Linked DNA regions of Zea mays: region 1 is linked to region 2. Evidence: chromatin contacts called from public Hi-C data. All regions are on one chromosome and are shown on one strand. The core of a region is the stretch at or near the end of the contact, and the rest is flanking DNA. Distances in the headings are between cores, read along the strand shown.

The links. Hi-C and Micro-C count contacts between places; a contact is called where the count stands out from the background.
Region 1: a contact with region 2 is called in a Hi-C map of ear, with 4 times the contacts expected there. The contact joins the promoter of LOC100282973 here to the promoter of LOC100857077 in region 2. A contact is called at or near these places in 9 of 25 Hi-C or Micro-C datasets (ear, endosperm, leaf and 3 more) and 1 of 3 datasets of contacts at active chromatin or transcription factors (leaf).

What each region holds. Positions count from the first base shown.
Region 1 is chr5:132,075,973-132,082,536 of Zm-B73-REFERENCE-NAM-5.0, forward strand. It overlaps LOC100282973, which reads left to right and starts at 5,035. Exons shown (of 11, transcript NM_001155877.1): 1 at 5,035-5,313; 2 at 5,623-5,676; 3 at 5,837-5,850. The coding sequence starts at 5,155.
Region 2 is chr5:131,672,976-131,679,621 of Zm-B73-REFERENCE-NAM-5.0, forward strand. It overlaps LOC100857077 (GTP-binding protein TypA), which reads left to right and starts at 2,491. Exons shown (of 14, transcript NM_001254931.1): 1 at 2,491-2,695. The coding sequence starts at 2,491.

The DNA of each region.
Region 1 (6,564 bases), core at 3,785-6,284, 410 kb after region 2:
TCATGCGATTCTCACTTATATGACCCAAACGACAGTGCCACATGTAGGTAGGACTTAAATCATTAGGCCGAGGCCTTTTAGCACTAATATTACAGATAGGTGCATCATCAAGATTTAAAATGAATAACCCATTCATAATGGATGCAAAAGCCACAAACATGCCATTCTTAGAGATCACACAACCATTGTTTTCACTCGCAAATGAATAACCATCCTTCATCAAACATGAAGGAGACATAATGTTTCGACTCATACTAGGAACTAGATAACAATTATTTAACTCCAAAATAAATCCTGATGGGAGGTGGAGTTGCATCGTCCCGACGGCCAACGCAGCAACTCTTGCATTATTGCCTACCCGGAAATCAACTTCTCCTCTTTTCACGCTTCTACTTCTTATCATTCCCTGCATCGAATTGCAAATATGGGCAACCGATCCGGTATCAAATACCCAAGAATTAATATAAGAATCAGCAAGAAAAATTTCTGTAATGTGAATAGCAAGTGTACCTGCTGCGGCTGTACCCTTACCGCCGCGATCCTTAATAGAGGCCAAGTACTGCTTGCAATTCCTTTTCCAGTGACCAAGTTCTTTGCAATAAAAGCACTCTGCATCTGCAGCTGGTCCAGCCTTGGGCTTTTGATTTGGCTTGGATACTGTATCTTTTGCCTTGCCCTTCTTCTTTTGAGTTTTACCCTTCTTCTTAAAGTTGGGTTTGTTTTGGACCGCCATCACATGGCCGCTGCTGCCAGCGCTTTTCTTTATGTCCCCCTCTGCAGTTTTCAGCATGCCACATAGTTCATTGAGGCCCCTCTCTGCCCCATGCATATGGTAGTTCGTGATGAAGTTTCCATAGCTGGGCGGAAGAGATGCCAAAATGAAGTCAGTGGCCAACTCTTGGCTTATTGGGAAGCCTAGCTTCTCCAACCTCTGACTGTAACCAACCATTTTGATTACGTGTGGCCCAACTGCTGCGCCTTCTGCTAGCTTGCATTCCAGAAAGGCTTTGGACACATTGAACCTTTCAGTCCTAGCCTGAGTCTGGAACATATCCTTGAGCGCCACGATCATATCGTGCACCTCATGGTTTGTCTCAAACTGCATCTGCAGCTCAGGCTCCATGCAAGCAAGCATTAGGCAACTCACTTCAAGATTAGTATCCATTGCTTTCTTGTAAGCAGTTTTAGCTGCAGCAGTTGCATTTTCACCAGGATCCTCTGGTAGTGGGGTGTCTAGAACGTCTTCCTTTTTTTCAGCCCTGAGAACAATTCTTAGGTTACGGATCCAATCCGTATAGTTTGTTCCATTTAACTTATCCTTTTCAAGAATCGATCGCAAAGTAAATGTTGGTGTGCTAGGTGCCATTTATCTACAACAAAATAATGCAAAATACTAAGACAAAAATATCCATGACAGAGTAAATCATATTAAACATTTAATAGTCTACTCCCACTAAAATCAATATCCCTCGATTGATACTTAGTGATTCAGAACCCACAACTAACAAGTCTACTAGTGAGCTTTAGCATCACCGCTAGAAGACAAGGTAGATCGGTAAGCAACTCCTTGCTAATCATATCATATATATGACTCCTGTTGTTGGGTGACATCTCTATGTCTCGGCTCCCAACCTTATGCCTCAAAGTCCTTAACCATTAAGTTGACTTTGTTTAAGTTAACCAACCCTTTCTGCAGTTCGTATCCGATACAAACCTATCTAGTCAAGGAAAACTGGTGGCACCCTAATTTCATAGACCCACCACCAATTGTACAAGACTTATGATAGTGCAAGGTTTGGAGAGGCATTAAAGCTTAAACATTTATGAGGGATCGTCCTACTTATAACATCGCACACAAGGACATATATGCAATATAAACAAGTAGAACAATAAGAATGGCATTCACACAACAGTTGTGATTCGGTATGGCTTGCTGTCACATGGTGATCCCCATCTCCAATAATCTGTCCATCACGATGATCTCCATCTCCATGATATAGGTATGCCATCCTCCAGGTGATGAGTCCTTCAAGACCTATCTAACGTATGCTGGTAAACAAATTACATATACGCTTTGGATCATCACATGTTGACACGCAGGTCATTACATTAAATTTGGACAATACATGTGGCTCCAGCCGTATTGCCCTGGTCACGACACGCAGGTCATGAATAATTTATTAACATGCATCATATACACAATAGCCATACCGATCACAAGATGTCCTGGAAATCTCATGCGGTTGATCAAATCAACCCAAATCCGAGACTTTCGACCCGAAGGAGATTACACTCATGACGTTGATCTGTTACGTCAATCTGCTGGTTGTGTTCGCAGTTAGCCCCGATGGTGATTCCAGCCGGTAGGGGCAAGTCGCGCATACAACAGAGAAGGACGAACTGATCTCTCCAGTCATATCCGATGTAATCTACTTCAACCCTTTATTACCAATTGATCTAATCAAACCGTCCATCTCATGAACCTAGATCCAGACCTAAAACTACGCAGAACCTCCTTTGATACCACTGTAGGAATACGGGGAGGCTACACTAGCGCAAAACAAAATTTTCAACCCCATAATACCAAGAACTACTGCGGTTATAGGTCATGGGATTACCACTAGACGCGCAGAGCAGCGGAAGACGTCTCGATGTAGACGAACGCGTCGAGCAGTGCCGTGCAGTCGCCGGCGTCCTTCACGTCCTCGCACGGTTCGTCCAAGTGCTCCAGATGCAGCACCTCCGAGGTATCCACACGTACAGGGAGGAAGCGCCGCGTACCGAACTGCTAGGTTCGCGACGGCGGCTTGGCGAGGGCGAGAGGCGAGCGGCGGCTGCTGGTTTGCAGGTGGCGAATTAGGTTATCACTTAACTGCGCCCCCGCCCCTCATTATATAGGCGTTATGGTGGGCTTCTGACGCCGAGGCCCATCATTAACCCTAAAGCCCAGTCTAATTTCGGATCTAATCCGAATTAGGCTTCCTTCCCCTTAAGTGTGTGACCCTATAGGTTCACGTACAAATAGACATAGCCCGAGTACTCTTACTTGGCCCAATAATTGACAGCGGCCTCTAGCAAGACATGTCAACTCCTATGTGTACGTAAAGATCATATCAGACGAACCATTGCGACATTACGTACATGCTGTTCCCTTTGTCTCACGATATTTGGTCTGGCTCTAAGCTGACCTCTCTTTCTCGATACTGTGAATTGGAATCCTTTGAATGGTTAACTCTTAACCCTAGCACGGCCATGCATTTCTTGATCCAATCACTCGAGGGGCCCAGAGATATCTCTCTCACAAAGAGAGGGACAAATTCCATCTTGACTGACCATGCCTCACAGCATGCTTCCTGACAAACCCAAAACTACCTTTATAACTACCCAGTTACGGGATAGCGTTTGATAGTCCCTAAGTAAGTCAATTCACATCTTGAGAACATGCGACGATCTCAGGTCTAAGGATACAGTATTCATGTTGCAAGAAGAGAACTATATTACAATATCTCACGTTGGGTCAGTCCAGCCTCATGTCATACATGCGCCCACATTATTAGTTTAACATCTCCATGTTCATGACTTGTGAAATGTAGTCATCAACTAATACATGTGCTAGTCATCGACTCTGACTAGGGACATCATTTAGAATAACCATATAAGTAAAGAATCTCACAAACAATTCACATAATTGCTAATCAATACAAGGTGCCTTCCATGGATATTCAATTAAGTAATATATATATCATGGATACAAAGAAATATGCTCATCTCTATGATTATCTCTAGGGCATATTTCTAACAACGGCGTGGCCGTGCTGAGGGAAGTACATGTCTTCGATTTGTGCGCGCTGCTGTAGGGGGGGGGGGCGTGTTGCAGGCCGAGGTGGCCTTCGCGCTGCATGAGCGCGATCTCTTGTTCGAGCTCCTGGGCTTTCTGCTCTTCGTCGCGTATCATCTGTCGCACCTTAGCTTGTGCAGACACGCGTTGGCGCTTGGCCTCAAGGATTTCTTTTCGCTTCTGGAGGTTACGGTTCTTGATGCGAAGGCACGCAGCTGTAGCTGCTCTTCCGCTGAAACGCCGATGACTTCGCCGTCCTCGATGACGTCCGCGCCCTCTGGTGGAGCGAAGCCTGGGGGAAGTTGCGGTTGTCCTCCAGAGCTGCAGGTGCGAAGACTGCCTTCGGGAGTAGGTTGTTCGTTGCGCTGCCGCTTGCTGAGAGCGTCGTCTTCGGTGGCCTCTTGGTGGGTGGTGTCGACGAGGGCCTTGCCATTTTTCTCGGCCAGCAGTGCTGCCTTCGCAGCCTCGTCAGCCTTCGAGCTAGCTCTGTTGGGTGCCATCGCGGGTGGTTTTTCCGTAGCACAAACGGTGGGCGCCAAATGTTGGAACTTGCTCTCCCGAGCAAGTTGATCCAACGGGGGAGTGAGAGCAACGTAAACAAGGTTTCAATTCGAGATGACAAAAGCTCTGTTAATCTAGCATTTCAAGGGCACTGTGCGGGGGTATTTATAGGTATCTGAGTGCCCAACGTCCTGAGTTAAGGACGCATGTGCCCTCAGGCGCCTAGGTTATCCCCGGAATATTTCCATAAAGCAGGGTTACAAACTGTAATTACAGGGAGACCTTTACAAATTAGACCCGTAATGCGCAGCGGCCACGCAGGGCCTGTTACATGGGTCGGATCACACGTGGGCCTCCATGTTGGACGAGGCCGCGAGATGGGACGACCTCGTCACAGGCCTTCGTCCGGCGACGCGTGAGACGAAGGGTAAGTCTGCCAGTCGTCTTGTCTCCGTTGGTGCAGCGAGATTGACGAAGACATCGAGCGAAGGGTGGCGTCTTCGCCTTCGCCCCAACAATATGTATGATGATACAAAAGTTGACAATATAACACACATTTGTACATAAGTTATCGTATTATTATATATTCTCGTTGGAACACTCATATGATATTTAAACAAGTTACATTTAGTTGACCAAACAAAACCTGAGTCTCTCCACCGTACACGAAAAAGACGGCCCGTTGGCCCGGAATTATTACCGTCTGTTTGTCCTCGTCTCCCTCCGCTGTCCGATTGTGCGCTGTCGCAGCCTCTGCCCTCTCCCAGCCCGCTCCTCCATCTCCGGTGAGACGCGAATTGAATCGCATCGAATCCATGGGCAGCTCCTCGAATACCAACACGAGCGGCGGGGCCAGCGACAAGGAGGAGAAGAAGAAGGAGGACAAGATCAAAGGCAAGGACTCGTCGGGGCCATCCTTCAAGGAGAACGAAAGGGTCCTCGCCTACCACGGCCCCCTCCTCTACGAGGCCAAGGTTCGCTATTTCTTTCCTTCCCTTCCTGGACGACCTCTTACTGAATGGTAGATACACTCATTTGTTACGCTTGTGTTGTGCTGTGTTCCTTAATCCTTGTTAGGGTTAGGAATTAGGATACCATCGGCCCCGGACCCGTTGGTCGATTAGATTCACTACCCCAGCCCCCCTGCGTGCACTATGCTAGCTGTTAGGGTTTAGGCTTTATCATTCACATCCCATCTGATCTATGCATGTTCCTTCTCTTCTTTCTTTGCTTCTTCAGTTTAATGATAACGGAACTTTATATATTCTGTCCCATTTCTCAAGGTTCAAAGGATCGAAAACCATGAAGATGAATGGCGCTACTTTGTCCATTATCTCGTAAGTCTTAGGTCACTCCATTGTGCAAGTATTCTTAAACGCATTGTTTCCTCATTCTTTCTTCACACCTTAACCATTTAGATATATCTTACTCTCACATAAATCAGCATATACCTGGCAATTTCTGCTGTTCTCTAATTCTTTGTCACTTCTCTTGTAGGGTTGGAATAAGAAGTAAGTGTTTCATACTCCATGAGTGGATGGATGTTAGATAAGTCTTCCATGTTTCTCCCTCACATTCGTGCATATATCTTTTGTTATGTTTCCTACCCTACTCCTCCACAGTTATAAAAACCCATTTAATTGTTGCTGTGTTTGTTCTAGCTCATCAGATAGTTCTGTGTCTAGTGGCATACACTGAACCAGTTTGTTTCAGGGATTTGACAGTACACACTCGACCGGGGAGGGAAAGACCACCCTCCCGGTATTCTATTAAGAAGAGACCGAAATATGGTCCCCGTCGAGAAAATCCCCGAACCCTGCCCCTCATCACTAGCGGGCCATCACTGCCCACTCTGCAACGGCCCAGCCGAAGGGTGGCGCGCAGACGTAACCCAGGAGCGGTAGGACATAGCGAGGGGATTTTTTTTAACCAAGCCACAAATTCGCCCCGAGGGGGATCGAACCCAGGGGTGTTAGTCGGAAGTTTTAACCATTACGCTAGAGGCCCTTTCGCTTTTGGTAGTGCACACACTGCTCATTTCTCAGCCGTGAGCTAGTGATACAGCTAAACCAGATGCCTTTTCATTTAACTAAATTTATAGGGGTTTCTTCAAATATGCCACTCAAATTTTGCAAACTTAGATAGCTAGTTCATTTGGATACTACCCATGGCATCCGAATGAACTAGCTATCTAATTTTGAAAATTTGAGTGGCATATTTCTGAT
Region 2 (6,646 bases), core at 1,241-3,740:
CAGAATGAAGCTAGGGACCTAAGGAAGCTAGTAGGGTCATCATACCAGAGTCTTGTGCGGCGCAGAGAGTCAATTCACGACGCGCAGTGACTCCGCGGCGGATGGAGAAGTACGACGAGCAATTACTCGCATCACGGTGGTGTCCAACTCGAATTGGAGGCGTAGACGGCTTTCCTAGGCGAAGACGAACCTCCCGACCTAACGCCGAGGGCAGACGACACGGGTTGGTGAGATTCATCGGCGACGGCGGTAGATGGCTATGGCGGCTCTGGAATTTAGGTTAGTTGCGGACTCTGTGGTGCTGCGGAACGGAAGGAGGCAAGGGCGACTGGGGTTTTATCGCCCGACGTGGTCAAGCGGTTCACGCGCGCGCTAGACTTGCGCCAACGCAGCCCGCCATGCGCGGATTCTGTTGAGGTCGGAGCTGACCGCAAGGGTCCACGGGTCAGAGAACGACGCAAGTGAGTGTCGCAGCCAGGTGGCCCTGGGCGCGCATAAGGAAGGTCCCGCGATGGTAGGAGGGCCCGCACGTCAGGGCATCGTGCGCGTGGGAGCTAACTAGGCCGCGCGGGTGATTTCCTCTAGTGGGCCGAAATGGGTGATTCGAGCCCAGTAAGGTTTCCCTTTTTTATTTCCTTTCTCCTATTTTGTCTTCTTTCTAGTTTAAATTCCAAATTTGAATTTGAATCCTTTTAGGAGTTGCACATTTGAGTCCAATGTACACCTTCAAATCCACTACAAAAATAATATATTTTTTATTACTCGTTTCACTCACATAATATTGTTTCCTTCTTCTCTTTTTTCTAAATTCCTGAATTTCCTTTATATCTTAAATTCTACTTTGTACTTTGATATATTTCTTTTCACCTTATTTTTATATTGTCACCGAAATGCACACAAAAATGAGAAACCAGCATGATGCATGATTTAGTAGTGTCCTTTGTTAGTCATTTATTTGTTTTAAATATGGTGTTTACATGTAATGGTACAAAAAGGTCAAACTCACACATAGATAAAGTGAAATTGTTTCTCCTTTTATATTATCTCTTACAAATTACAATTTGGGTATTACAAGAACTCACCCCCAGAAGGGATCCTGTTAGGGAGGAGAGTTCTAGGGGGTGTCCTAGGATCGACAGGCCATTCGGGATGTCCCTAGACGACATAGAGTTGAAGAGGGATGAAGATTGAAGGTTGGGATAAAGCTAAGCTAAGTCTAAATTACGCCTAATCCTAATGCGATGAAGGACAAAGAAATAAAGTAGATTATGATTGATTGGTTCGATTGGTGATGCGCGCAATCGATCGTACCCCTCTATATATATAGAGGGGAGGTTTGGATCCACCTAGGCATTCTCCAATAGAATCCACGTAATTAGTTGGATAAACACACACAAAAAAATAGAATATCTCACCTGATCTGATTTAATCGCGGACCGTACAGAGCGTGGACCATCCATGCCATGTGGTTGGATCGTCTAGGAACGGCAACGGGTACAAACCCGCCGGGTTTTGCCATCCCAAACCCGTATCCGTGAAAAATATCTATACTCATTAAAAATCCGTACCTGTTACGAGTTTGAAATTTTGCCAAAACCCGTATCCATCGGTTAGCGGGTACCCATCCAATATGCTAGTTCTTCTCATAATCAATAAGTATTATAATGATTAATAAGATCATAGTCCAAAATTTATGTGATGAACAACGAGTTCATGATTTGGTATAAAAATTATTAGAAGAGAGAATGAAATACAAATAATAAGTTGTATAATCAAGTGACCTTGCACTAAGTTATCGATCCACCACATATACAACGCTAGTAAAAACAATAATAGCAATCAAGCAACACTCTCACCAACTACTTATACATTCACCATTTATTTGATGAAAATTAGGAAGAAAATAGAGGAGATAACAAGTTTGTTGTTTGTTTATAAAATAAAACGATAAGACTCGTGTATAAATATTGAGCCAAATCCGTACCTTAAAGGCTAGTTCGGAAACTTCATTTTTCTAAGGGATTTCTATTTTCTAAGGGAAAATAAAATAATTTTTCTTAGAAAAAAAAATAAGTTGGAAAAATTGAGTTCTCAAACTAGTTTTAATGGAGTAAAAATCTATCGGGTTTCAGGTTTTGTTAGCCATTGCCATTCCTAGTACCAATTATGCTCAACAACTCCGTACTCGTTCTCTTTTACTAGCAAAGACATATTCTTTTTTTTTCGAGAGAAAATAATAAACGATGGAAGGAATGCCATGCATATACTCATGGTAAATAAAATGGAAAAAGGCGATAAATAATTTACTCGGCGCCGGCGGCCGACGTGGCTTCCCTTGCAGCGGCACACTCACCCGAGACCTGTAGCCGGTGGCCGCTATCCGCGGGGGCTCCACCGCCACTCCCGACTCCCGCTCGCCGCCCGCCTTACAAAACCCCACAACCCCATCCGCAGCCACCCGCCGCGGCACCCCCTCCACCACCGGCCACCATGCAGACGCAGACCCTCATCCTACGCGCTGGCCCCTCCGCCCGACGCTCCACGCCGCCGCCGGCCAGCACCGTGCACCTCGCCGCCTCCGGAAGGTGCCTGCTGCGTGCTCCCAGCTCGCTCCGACGCCGAAGAACCCGCTCTCTCAGGGCCTCTGCCTCTCTCGAGCAGGTCAAGGAAGTCGCCAGCTCCCCAGCTCCCTCCGGTAAACCAACTCCTGCTTCCTCTCTCCCTAATTCGTCAATTCCACGAACGGTGTTGTACGTTTTTTAGCTTGATCAGTGAACGTCATCGAGGTTAGATTTTCTGATTAGTAATTTAACATAGTGAGCTCCTGAGTCCGTTTCAGTGGGCTTCTAATGTGTTGTATTGCGTAACTTGGTAGCTGTATCTGTCAGGCTGCACAGTTTTCTGTTCGCGGAACGTTTGACCAACCTATTGCTAGAAGCCTACAGCTATGTTTGCCCGTTTCTATAATTAGATGAACATTTCACACAAGGATGCATTTCTCTTCATTGCAGCAAAATAGCTTCACAAAATCTGATAGCTATCAAAGGCTTATTTAATGCATGATTGACCAGTTAGCGCTTGGCGCTTAATGAAATTTGGTGATAGGTGTGTCACTAGATTACTAGATCGCCGGCGAACTCTCTCACTCTCTGTACTCTGTGAACACAATGAACTGGAGACTCACGCAAGTTTTGGTGTTGTCAACTGGCAGCGTTTTCCATTGCATAGATTGCGATAAAAACAAAGGAGTATAGGGGCATCGTGCCCAGAATAAACGGCGGCACGTTCGTGTACACGGAGTGCCATCCAAACCGCTGGGACGTGCCGCGATCGACACTCGCATGGCGGACTTCAGGGAAGATTGCATGCGCTCTGGATAACAAATGAAAAAACTAACCTGCCAGCTATTCCGGCCATTATTTGGCAACATACTTATATAACAAATCACCTTCTAAGTCATGTTGCCGGAAGAGAGTAACTTTGTGAGGCCGATTTTGCTGCGCAGTTCCTCGGCGCCCAAGAGCCTTCGTGAGGATGTCACCGAGTTGCTCCACTGTCCCGATGAACTGAACATCAATTTGGCCTCGATCTGCACACTCCCGGACGTAGTGGTACTTCACATCTATATGCTTTGTCCGGTCGTGATGCACTGGGTTCTTGATTAGGGAGATAGCGGACTTGTTGTAAGCCCTAAGGACTGGTGCGATGGCCTTGACATCGAGCAGATCGGCGAGGAGGTGAGCCAACCAAATGCTTTGGCAGGTTGTGGTAGCCGCCACAATGTACTCTGCTTCGCATGACGAGAGGGCCACCACCTTCTGCTTGCATTACTGCCAAGAGATTGGCCCATCGCCGAGGAAGTAGATGATGAGTTCATCAACATCGCTGCTCGTGATGATGAGATCATCGTCATAAATGCCAACAATCATGCGTTTCTGCGCCTTGCCACGCGTGTATACACCATGTTTATTCTTGCTGTGCCTGAACCCGAGGGAGAGTAGAGTCGCATCCAGCTTGGTGTTCCAGGCATGAGGAGCTTGGCGTAGACCGTACAACGCCTTGTGTAGGCGCAGTACCTTGTCGGGGCAGTTTTTGTCGACGAAGCCAGGTGGTTGAGTGACGAACACCTCCTCCTTGAGATCTCCATTCAGGAATGCCGACTTCACATCCATATGATGGATCGACCAGTTCCGGTGTGCAGCAATCGCGATCATCAGTCGCACGGACTCGAGGCGCGCCACTTGCGCGAACACCTCGAAGTCCACTCCATAGAGCTGGACGTACCCCTTGGCCACCAAGCGCGCTTTGTGGTAAACAATGGCGCCCCGCTGGTCCCGCTTCACCTTATAGACCCACTTTAGACCAATGGCACGGGGAGCTCAATGAGACTCCATGTCCCATTGGCGATAATAGCGTCCATTTCTTCTTTCATAGCTTGCTTCCATCCTGGGGCACGTTCTGCCTCCTTGAACGAGCCTAGTTCCTCGGCGGTGACTGCATGAAGCTCATCAAAGTTGAATAGTGTCCGAGTTGCATACCTAGTTGGAGAGCTATCCTTGATGACATTGTTGACGAGGTGGTAGCGCTGGGGTTCGTCGTCGTCCACATCTGCGTCGAGTGTGTTATCGAACGAGCGTGGGGACGCGAACTCGATGCCATCCTGCGGAGACGGTGGAACCTCCGAGCACGGTGTAGCCGGCACCAGAGAGGCTTGTGGAGGCGTGGCATGTTGTGGTGATGCCGGTGCAGATTCCCTTTCCCTGCCTCTGACGGGCATGGACAGAGACTCGACGCTGAGCCGTTCGAAGAGTCGAAGACAACATCTGATGTCGATGCAGTATCCCAGTACCAGCTCGCGCTTTCATCAAACACGACATCCCGCGATACATGTAGCCGTTCACTGACTGGATCGAACAAGCGATACACCTTGCTTCCTTCCTCGTAGCCAAGCATCACCATCGGCGTGGACCGATCAGACAACTTCTTTAGGTAAGGACGTACGTTCTTGACATGGCCAATACAACCGAAAGTCCTCAGGTGATGGACAGACGACTGCTTACCATGCTAGGCCTCATATGGGGTCATCCAGGACAGTGCCTTCGTCGAGGAGCGGTTCAAGAGGTATACTGCGGTATGCACGACTTCACCCCAGAACATCCCTAGAACACCCTTTGCCTTATCATGCTGTGGTGGAAACCACGCTCTGGTTTCGGCGTTCGACAACCCCATTTTGCTGAGGCGAGTAAGGGGCTGTCAATTGCCGATGGACGCCTTGATCTGCCATGTACTCACCGAACTCGATCGAGGTGAATTCACCCTCGCGATCTGTTCGCAGCACCTTGAGTTTTCGCCCGCTCTCCAATTCCGCGTGGGCCTTGAACTTCTTGATGGCAGCAGCAGCTTGATCCTTGCTCGCGATTAGGGTGAGCCACATATAGCGACTCATGTCATCTATCAATAGGACAAAATACCTCTTACCCCCCCGGAGTGGTGGGTTCAATGGGACCACAAATGTCGCCATGGACAAGCTCTAGGCGTTCGTTGGCGCGGTGAGCAGACTGCTGCGGGAACGACGTCCTCTTTTGCTTTCCAGCTAGGCACACGTCGCAGAGCTGGTTCACATGGTCGATGGGAGGTAGGCCACGCACCATAGACTGTGAGGACAGCCGACGAAGTGCCTGGAAGTTTAGGTGGCCATACCGCGTGTGCCAGCGCCAAGCATGCTCGCTTTCGCACGCCGCTAGGCACACCAGCCGGGCGATGTCGATGTTGAGGTAATAGAGGCGGTTTGGGGCACGTCATACTTTGGTTAGAAGTTGGCGGTCTGGGTCGAACAGGCGAAGGATGTCGTGCTCGATGTCGACCTTGCTCCCCGCATCATCCAATTGCCTGATGCTAATGATGTTGGCAGTGAGATGCGGGATGTAGTAGGCCCCGGTGAGTGCGCGATGCTCGCTGAACTTGCACATGAATAGTACCGTCCCACGCCCTTCGATGTTCACCAGTGATCCATCACCGAACCGCACGGTTCCACACACGGCAGGATTGAGCTCAGCGAACGCGCTCCGAGAACCCGTCATATGGTTTGTTGCGCCTATGTCGAGGACCCAACGGCTGTTGTCCTTCTCGACTGGCCCATCAAGGTGGAGAAATACCTTGGCCTCCTCCAGTTCAACGTGACTTTGTCCACGCTGTCTGAGCGATGTCGGAGTGGTGGTGGAGGGAAATGGAGGCCATCGGGGCCAGCTCCAACGTGGAGAGCATGAGAGCCGGTTCCTCCTCATTGGCTTTCGCCATGTACGCCTCCCCTTTCTCCTTGGACTTGCAGTACTGGCCCAATGGTCAGTTTTGTTGTATTTGCGGGACTTGTCGTCAAAGTGAATCCTGCTGGAGCCTGATGGAGGGGCGTTGGGGGATTCGCCTTTTCCGTGGCCACGCTACCTCCGTGGTCTCGACGCTTGCCGCACGCGCCAGAGCCAGAGCTGGAACCGTCGTGCTCCTGCTCGATCCGAGTTTTGCGGTGTGCCTTCCAATCTTCATCGCACAACATTAGCCGTTCAAGCGAGTCCGTGACCTGCCTGGCTTCTGGCTAAATCCGCTGCTCGAATGCTTGTAGATGCCCAACGACCTCGTCGATCGGGGTGTT